Linked DNA regions of Zea mays: region 2 is linked to region 1. Evidence: chromatin contacts called from public Hi-C data. All regions are on one chromosome and are shown on one strand. The core of a region is the stretch at or near the end of the contact, and the rest is flanking DNA. Distances in the headings are between cores, read along the strand shown. Region 1 holds the start of LOC100193772 (Bifunctional UDP-glucose 4-epimerase and UDP-xylose 4-epimerase 1). Region 2 holds the start of LOC100283957 (mediator complex subunit 10 CG5057-PA).

Region 1 (4,424 bases), core at 1,705-4,204:
CCGCTGGATGCTGGTATTTGTTGTTTTTTTGCTTTGTTCCGCGATAGGATTACTAGTGGTGATTTGTGTGTACTCTCTACACAAACGGAAGATACCACACAAACTGAAGATACCATGGTCTCTACATAAACCCTTCCAGATGGCCAGGATGCCACATGCTGTGTTCTGCTTTCCGTGCAGAACAAATGGCACTTGTTGCTGCTCACCTACTGCTAACCAACGTGTCTATCTGTTTCTGAACTTTGTTGTCTCTAGTGTGGAGCAGCCTTACTGTTAGCTCGAGTTTACGTGCAGGAAAGAAACACTACATAAGGTTTGACCCATGCTTCACTGTGCCTCATAATTGACTAGTTTAGGCCTAGTTGCTGTAAACCCTGATCACCAAAGTATCCTATGTCAATTAAGTTGTTGAACTATTCGGTCACTTTTACTAGTTGAGGGAACTTCCTTTATGTATTTATTGTTTACTGCAGGTTCTTTTGCTTTGCGTCTTTTCACTTTCAGATAACGGAGGTCGATCTTCATTTAGGAAGCTTATACGACCCTTCAACAGTGTCACAATTGTGCTACAGGGACAGTGTCTCCACAGTCAGTGCCTTTTGTTGGCAGATGCCAAGATCTGGGTTCTGCACTACCAGCATGAAAAGCTGCTCAAATTGTTGAAACCCCCCTATTTGGCTTCTCCTGCATCAATGCATCATACATCCTCTCTGGCTCTGGATTTTTTTTTCAAGTAATAGCATTTTTACATGTTCGAGCAAATTATCTGTTATTAAGAGAACTTTAGCAGGGCAATATGTAAAGCAATCATATACTGTTAGCTATATTTTGAAATTCCTTTCCATTTTCTCTCAAGCAATTTTCCTCTGTATGTCCAGGTATTTATGTCGGGGGAAGCAAAGTGGTCCATTTTACACGTAAGAAAGAAACTGAAACTTCAGATTCATCAGACTCCACCTCCAGCCTGATCTCAGAGATTTCATCAGAGTGCCAAACATTCCCTGATTGTGGATTTCAGCTGTCTAATAGTGGTGTTGTCCTCACTTGCTTGGACTGTTTCCTCCGCAACGGCTCCCTCTATTGCTTCGAGTATGGAGTGCCATCTGCAGTTTTCCTTGCAAAGATTCGTGGGGGGACCTGCACCATTGCCGAATCAGACCCACCAGAAGTTGTTGTCCATCGAGCGATGTACCTGCTTCAAAATGGTTTTGGAAACTACGACATGTTTGAGAAGAACTGCGAAGACTTCGCACTCTACTGCAAGACTGGGCTTCTACCTGTTGAGGAGCCTGGCATTGGGACTAGTGGGCAAGCTTCTTCTGCTATTGGTGTGCCGTTGGCAGCTCTTCTGTCCACTCCGTTCAAGCTTCTGGCTGCTGGTCCGCTTGGAATGGCCACTGTCACTGCTGGGATGTACTGTGCTGGCAGATACATTACTGACATAGGAGTAAGGAAGGACGTAGCAAAAGTTGAAGTGGAGAAATTATCATCGCACCCCGGTTTCCACCTTGTTGAAGATGAAGAATCAGTCAACAAGCGATCAGAAAAACCAAAGACCTTGCTCCCTATGAAGAGGAAACGAGAAAGGTGACTGCGAAGCACAGCTTAGGAGGATGAACTTCTCTTCCCTTCAATTGGTGTCGAATTGTGGATAATTTGGGATATGATAATAAGACTCGGTATAGATATGTGCCTTGCGAATGTATCATAATTGGATTAGGCGCACCCCTCACCTGATCAACTGTAACTGCCTTATAAATTCAATCAAATTGCTATATAATGTAGATTTTTCTTCTTTGTGAGGTTTCAGTCTTCTGCTGCAATTAATAACAGTTATAATATTTTTTACTGATCTGGGAGATCACTGTATCTGTATTCTGTAGTTACAACTTACAAGGTAGAGCAAACTATCGGCAATGGCGTTTTCATCAGGTATACTGTACGAAAAGTGAATATAAAAAATTGAGCAGAGCTTGTTTTTGGAGATTTCTCGCTTGGGAGAAAAATCAAAATAGTGACTATACAAATTAAAAGTTAAGAACAAATCATGTATGAGTTGATATATGTTAATGTGACGCTAGAGTTGCTGTAGCTTTATCTTTCATGTCTTGGTTTGGACTTATGAATCGTCGATTCCTGTCCGGTTTTGTGGCGTTGTCGATCAGATAGTTTGCTTTTCTTATTTTCCATACTCATCTGTGAGCAACATCGAATTCATTTTTAGCCTTTTGCCAAACTGTTTCTCCCCCTACGCCAACGGATTCTTGCTTATCCCAATTCCCACGCATCACTCTCTATCCATGGGCTTGTTCGGTTAGCTCTCAATCAATATGGATTGAGTGAGTTTAAATTCCAAGGAAGTCAAAATTCTTTTAATTTTTTTTTCAATCACATTTAATCTATATATAATGAGAACAACCAAAGAAGATCTAAATTAAGTGGGATTCGGTGGATTTAAATCACAAACAAGTTAAATTTATTTTTAATTTTTTCTAATTTTATTTTATTTATGTATAATGCGAATAACCGGACTTAAGAATGAGACAAAACGACACTCTAACGACAGGCACGCGAGTTGAGGTGGGTGACAACTGACAGGCAACCAGGAGCCTGCCGAACCGGCCGGGCAAGGGCAACGGATCCGTCGACGGCGAGAGCGAATGTCGCGGCCGCCGTCGGTTTCGCTTCGTTTGCAACGAAAACACAGAGACCTTGTTGTTGAAAGACAAAAAAAGAAAGCAATCGAACGCGACCCGTACAGAGTAGAGGGCGCAGAGCAGAGCAGAGCAGAGCTAACCGCAAGTCCGCAACGCTAGCCAGGCCAAACATAGGGCTTAACGCTTGGACACCGGCCACTAGTCCACCCGTTTGTCCCGCACCTGACCTCCGCATTCGTGAGCCTGTCACGTTGCGCTGGCCTCTTTCGCCACGGCACGGCACCGCACGGCACGCGCACCAATACAGCACTGGACCACTATATATCCCCCCGCCCCGCGCTGGGGCCGGTCCCCAGCTAGCGAGCGCCGCCGGTGCCAGTGCAACAGAACACGCACCACACGGGCGCAGACTGCAGAGACAACAGATCGATCGTCCAATGGCGATCGGCGGGTCGGAGGCCGGCGGGGGAGGCGCGGGGAGCATGAGGAGCGTGCTGGTGACGGGCGGCGCGGGGTTCATCGGCACGCACACGGTGCTGCGCCTGCTGGAGCAGGGCTACATCGTCACCGTCGTCGACAACTTCCACAACTCCGTCCCCGAGGCGCTCGACCGCGTCCGCCTCATCGCCGGCCCCGCGCTCTCCACCCGCCTCGACTTCATCCGCGTAAGTACCGAAGCCGCGGTGCGGGTCCGTTCGCATGAGCCTTTGTTTGCCTTTGCCCCGCGCCACGCTGATTGAATTGGTCTCTCGATCGCGCTGTGCTGCATGCCCGTCGCGTGGGGTTTTTCAGGGGGACCTGAGGAACACCGATGACTTGGAGAAGGTGTTCGCTGCCAGGAGGTACGGTGCTAGATCGATCCATCCATGAAGCTGCACGCGCTTTCAAAATCGACCTCTCTCCTCTGAAGCCCTTTCAGTGCTTCAATTTCTGTCTTCCTTCAAATGACGTGAGTCTGACTCTCACGCCACACATGCGCTGCTGTCCTCCATTTCCAGGTACGACGCCGTCATCCACTTCGCTGGGCTGAAGGCCGTGGGGGAGAGCGTCGCGCACCCGGAGATGTACTACGAGAACAACCTCATCGGCACCATCAACCTCTACAAGAGCATGAAGGAGCACGGCTGCAAGAAGGTACTATTAATGCTGGATCGCCTCCGATAATCCTGCCTGCGCGCGAGCGTTGCTTCGCCACGGCGCGCGGTGGCCGCCACGATCTGACTGACACTGACGCCGCGAGCGCGCGTGTGCAGCTGGTTTTCTCGTCATCCGCCACCGTGTACGGCTGGCCGGAGGTGATCCCATGCGTCGAGGACTCCAAGCTGCAGGCCGCCAACCCATACGGCAGGACCAAGGTAAAATCTCCATGACGGAACTGCCAATCGCGTCGTGTCGCGTGTTGTGGTTCACGGTCGCTGACGAGGACGTGTAACGGCCCAGACGCTTTTCTCGTGTTTTCACGTCATCTTAATTTGTGCTTCCGCAGCTTATCCTTGAGGATATGGCGCGTGACTACCACCGCGCGGACACGGAGTGGAGCATCGTCCTGCTGCGCTACTTCAACCCCATCGGTGCGCACAGCTCCGGCGAGATCGGAGAGGACCCCAAGGGGATACCGAACAACCTGCTGCCCTACATCCAGCAGGTCGCCGTCGGCAGGCTCCCCGAGCTCAACGTCTACGGCCACGATTACCCCACCCGGGACGGCACCGCGGTGCGTGTACTGCGCCCTCGCTATACTAATCAGTGGCATTGACAGTTTGTCGC
Region 2 (4,463 bases), core at 1,160-3,659, 490 kb after region 1:
CTTTGTCCTCACTAATGAGCACTCAAGAAAACTTTCCTGTCGGTCACCCATCCCAAATTGCTCCAAGCCAAACACGCTTAACTTGGAGGTTCTTTCGAGATAGACTTCCAAAAAAGAAGATGCACATTGTTGGTATAAATACACTATTAATTCTATTAAACCTTGGGCCAGGATAACACCTCCAGGGGCCAGGATATCACATCTGGCTAACGACAGGGTTGAGAGCAGAGGCCAGACGGAGGGTAAAAGGCCAGTCAGCACGACTTGTGGACGAGTGGTGGTCCGATGGCGCAACCTATGAGATATTAGTGGTCCGACGGTGAAGGAGAAACTTGTATCGCACTCATTGGACCTAGCTACCTCACTGTGCTAGAAAATGATAAAAAAGAGTGTGTCGTACCTGACTACCTCACTGTGTGAGAAAGGGGAAAAATAATCACACGAGTGTGAGGAAATTGACGTCAACTGCATTTAGGGAGTTCCTATCGAGTTGCCAAATATGGAGAGTAAATGAGGTTGGATACCAAGTAACTAAATTTAGCAAGTCTATTTAGAGAACTATTGGAGAATCATTTTTCTGTTTAATTAATAAATTTAAGATTTAGAGAGTTGTTTAGTGAACTACTGGAGTTGCTCTAATATGCTTTGGGACTTGGATAGTGGGAGTTGTTGGAGTTGCTCTAAGATGGCATAGACCTTTGACCCGACCTGGTACGCTGTATGGTAGGGCTATTTTGTCACACTAAAGCTACCTCTAGCGGCTTCTCTATTCCATCCTCTGTTTCAAACTCCACTTTATAAATATTACAGTATACGATGCAAAACAGTGTTTTACATGTCTACATACATACTCTACCGGAGACAACCTAATGTGCGAGATGTAGGGATGATCTAACATCTAGTATCATTCAATACCCATACCTATTAAAAATATACCTATCAGATGTACAATCGTATTCGTATACGTGCGTGTATGGGTAATTTTATATGATCGGTAACCTGCACTAGTTAAAAAAAGTCTCAAATATAAATCTACTTTATATAAATTTGATTTCACATATGATACTAACGCTATTTTTTAACGGTGTTAACTTTCATATGAAAAGATAATTTTATTCCTATTAAATTATTATTAAAAAAATATTTTATGTACTAATATTTGTATTAAAAGCTTTACGATTATATAAAAAAATGTCTCAAAAGCAATTGAGAGAACTTTGATCGGCCAGGCCTGCAGACCATTTTTTTGCAATTTAACTTTTTGGTAAAAAATACTTTTGATCTCTTGGAAGATTTATTCTTGTTTTGGACCTTTTCCTCGACGCCAAAGGTCACAACACCGAAGTAACACGGCTCGGTGCCGAGACTTATGGTGTGGAGGTATGGGGCACCTAGCTCGGCGCTACAGGTTATGACGTCGAACTCGCAAAAATACAATAATAATCATTTGAAATTTGATATAATCTATTTCTTTTTTGTAATGGCTACTGCTTCACTTTCTTGATTAAGCAAGATAAATCTTTTATATTGTTCTTATATACATTATATTTTCAATATCCACGTCTAAATATATGAATGACTCATAGAAGAGGATTTCTATGTGACGACATATTCATTAGGAAGGCATGTCACAACCACTACTACTGTATAACTATCAAATGTTGTTGTTTTTTCTCTATTTTTATATTAACTTCTTGATTGTTTTTTCTTCTTAGAATAGTTGGTTAAATGTCTAAATCTGCGTAGAGAAATATGAAAACCAAAATAGCATCAAGGATGCATTGACATATTATTATGTTAGGGAAAAGTATGGAAACGGAATGGAAACATGAGAGAGTTTATTCCGTCCGTTTTTATGAGATCTCGTTTTTATCCGGATTGAACCCATATTTATTCCGTATTTGATAAATATAGGACCAGCCTAATATGCATTAGTATATAAACTAAAGCCTCGTGTCTTTAGGTGACAAATTATAGCAAAAATGGTCATTGTAAGCATCGGTTCTTTTATGACAAGTGGTCTAAAGTCTTAAACGACATCAAATATAGCTAAATGTACACTATTAGCAATCAAACATCAGTAGAATGTTGCCTCTCTATATCTATTTGTTTTATGTTATTGTCCTGCCAATCAATCACTAGTCAAATATCAATATCATTTTTATTTGTATTAAATTATGCCCTTAATATTTCGGTTTTTGTTCGCTTTCACAATTTCGTTTATCCCGTCTCAGTTTTTGACTATTTCGATCTCGACTCTGTTTCTAATATTTTCCGATGATAAAACGTGGATACGGAAATGAAAGATAGTTTTTCCGTCCTGTTGGTTTTCATACCTCGAGAAAACCTTCGACAGTGACCCGGTCCGGTGGGTGTGGCTCGCTTCCTCTCTGTCCGACTCCTTTCCTTCATTTTCCTCTTCTGACCTCCGGCAGCACCATGGAGAACGTCGCCGCGAATCCTTCCGCTGCGGCCGCCGCCGCAGGGAATGGCGTCCAAGCATCGGGGGCCGGAGGGGAGCGCCCGGAGGACGCGTCGAAGCAGAACCTGGCGCAGGTGACGAGCTCGATCCAGAAGACGCTGGGCCTGCTCCACCAGCTCAACCTCACCGTCTCCTCCTTCAACTCTGCCTCCCAGCTTCCCCTCCTCCAGCGCCTGTGAGTTGCCCGAGATCACTCAATTCGGTTCCGCCCTGTCCTCGGGCTGTAACTCTTAGGGTTTGCGTTGCTGTTCACTGTTGTGTGCGTCGTGGCTCAGGAACGCGCTCGTGGCGGAGCTCGACACGATGCAGAAACTAGCCGAGGGTTGTAACATCCAGGTGCCAATGGAGGTCGTCAAGTGAGCTCCTTGATCTGATATCTTCACTCATCATCCTGCCCAACTTTTGCTCTTGACCCGTGCTATGGTACGGTTATAAATGGTTCATGTGTTGTTAGTTTGATCGACGATGGGAAGAACCCCGACGAGTTTACTAGGGATGTGCTCAACAGCTGCATTGCCAAGAACCAGATCACCAAGGGCAAGACTGACGCTTTCAAGGTATGGAACTATGGATGCATTGGATTCTCTCAATCATTGCAGCGATTGGTTGACATGGAGCTGCTGGGTACTTAGGATACACATTTTCATACGATGTAGACAGTTTTGTACCAAGAGTTAGTTGTGGAGCCACAGAGCTGTTCTGCTGTCTGACTTTCAATTAATGATAATTCTGTGCAGTGTTTTTCTTTTGTTACAAGTTACAATTCTTTGAAAGATGAGATCGTTCTGTGCTATTCAAAACCCATGTTTCTTGTAATGAGTAATATGCATCACTACAATTGCCTAAGACTATCTCCAGCGGCTTATCTGTCCTCATCCCCATATTTAAACTTTAGTCTGCAAAATGCAAACAGTGCATTCTACAGTGTAAAACATTGTTTTGGGTGACCATATAGGTGAACTGCTGGACACGGTCTAAGGGCCTGTTTTGGAACTCTATTTCTCAAAACCACAATTTATAATACCATAGTTATTGTATGCCATGACATACCTATGGTATATTTTACATCATTCTAATCCAACATCTGTTTGGAGACACAATATTTCAGTTGTAGTGTAGGAGAACAGAAGACTGCAGCTGCGTGCAAACAAAAAACCTTGGTTTAGACCGAAGTTTTTTTACCCCAAAATACCATGGTATTGGTAAAACCATTGTTTAAAATACAGAGTTTTTAGATGTGCTCCTAAATGCCTTTTGGTCTAAAATACTATGGTGTACTCAAATACCACGTTATTGTCTTTTTTTCGAAACGATGGCAAAAGCTTTGCTTTGCCGTATATATTAATAGAAGAAGGGAATTGACCCAGTTTTTAAGGAAAAAACTAGGCCCAAAAATCGCACAACTCGACTCAACTATGGGGCTTCACCGTACAACACTACGGTTCGTAGACCACACTAGTGGAGACAAACCCGCACAACTACAAACCTTAGAAAAACAACTGAGTCGAACCGAACATCACCACGCAAACAACGCACCCAACAAAACTCTACACCACCTCAACCTGGGAGGGAAGCCAAAGGTACGCCACCCAGAACTGCGCCGTCGTCGCCAACGTTGTGCCACGCCAAAAGCCGCGACCCGCTGCAAGCCTGAGTGACACCTCGAACTCCACCGCCACGGGGTTATCATCCTCATGTCGCACACAGCCACACACACATGACCGTCAATCCCCCGGCTCTAGCCTTGCATAAGAAGAAACTCTCGTCGCAACACCAGCGTAGCCAACTTGAACGCTCAATGCGTGGGGGCCCTGCCACATCCACCTCCTCAAACTCGAATCTCCTCAGAAACAACCACCTTAAAGTGTACGGGGACCTCGCCGCCCATCACACGGAACACTGCTCCAAGGATCCTTGCCACTGAAACCGCGATGAGAGCACCACCTACACCAAGCCATTGCCAGGATCACCACTGCACCAT

What was found. A called contact is a pair of places that touch in the nucleus more often than the background predicts.
Region 2: a contact with region 1 is called in a Hi-C map of leaf, with 7 times the contacts expected there. The contact joins the promoter of LOC100283957 here to the promoter of LOC100193772 in region 1. A contact is called at or near these places in 4 of 25 Hi-C or Micro-C datasets (bundle sheath, ear, leaf and 1 more).

Annotation. Positions count from the first base shown.
Region 1 is chr7:148,040,186-148,044,609 of Zm-B73-REFERENCE-NAM-5.0, forward strand. It overlaps LOC100193772 (Bifunctional UDP-glucose 4-epimerase and UDP-xylose 4-epimerase 1), which reads left to right and starts at 2,955. Exons shown (of 9, transcript NM_001321930.1): 1 at 2,955-3,322; 2 at 3,450-3,499; 3 at 3,656-3,791; 4 at 3,911-4,012; 5 at 4,144-4,371. The coding sequence starts at 3,095. LOC100279623 (NC domain-containing protein-related) reads left to right here. Exons shown (of 2, transcript NM_001152619.1): 2 at 879-1,968. The coding sequence ends at 1,591.
Region 2 is chr7:148,529,408-148,533,870 of Zm-B73-REFERENCE-NAM-5.0, forward strand. It overlaps LOC100283957 (mediator complex subunit 10 CG5057-PA), which reads left to right and starts at 2,410. Exons shown (of 5, transcript NM_001156855.1): 1 at 2,410-2,657; 2 at 2,758-2,838; 3 at 2,937-3,039. The coding sequence starts at 2,440.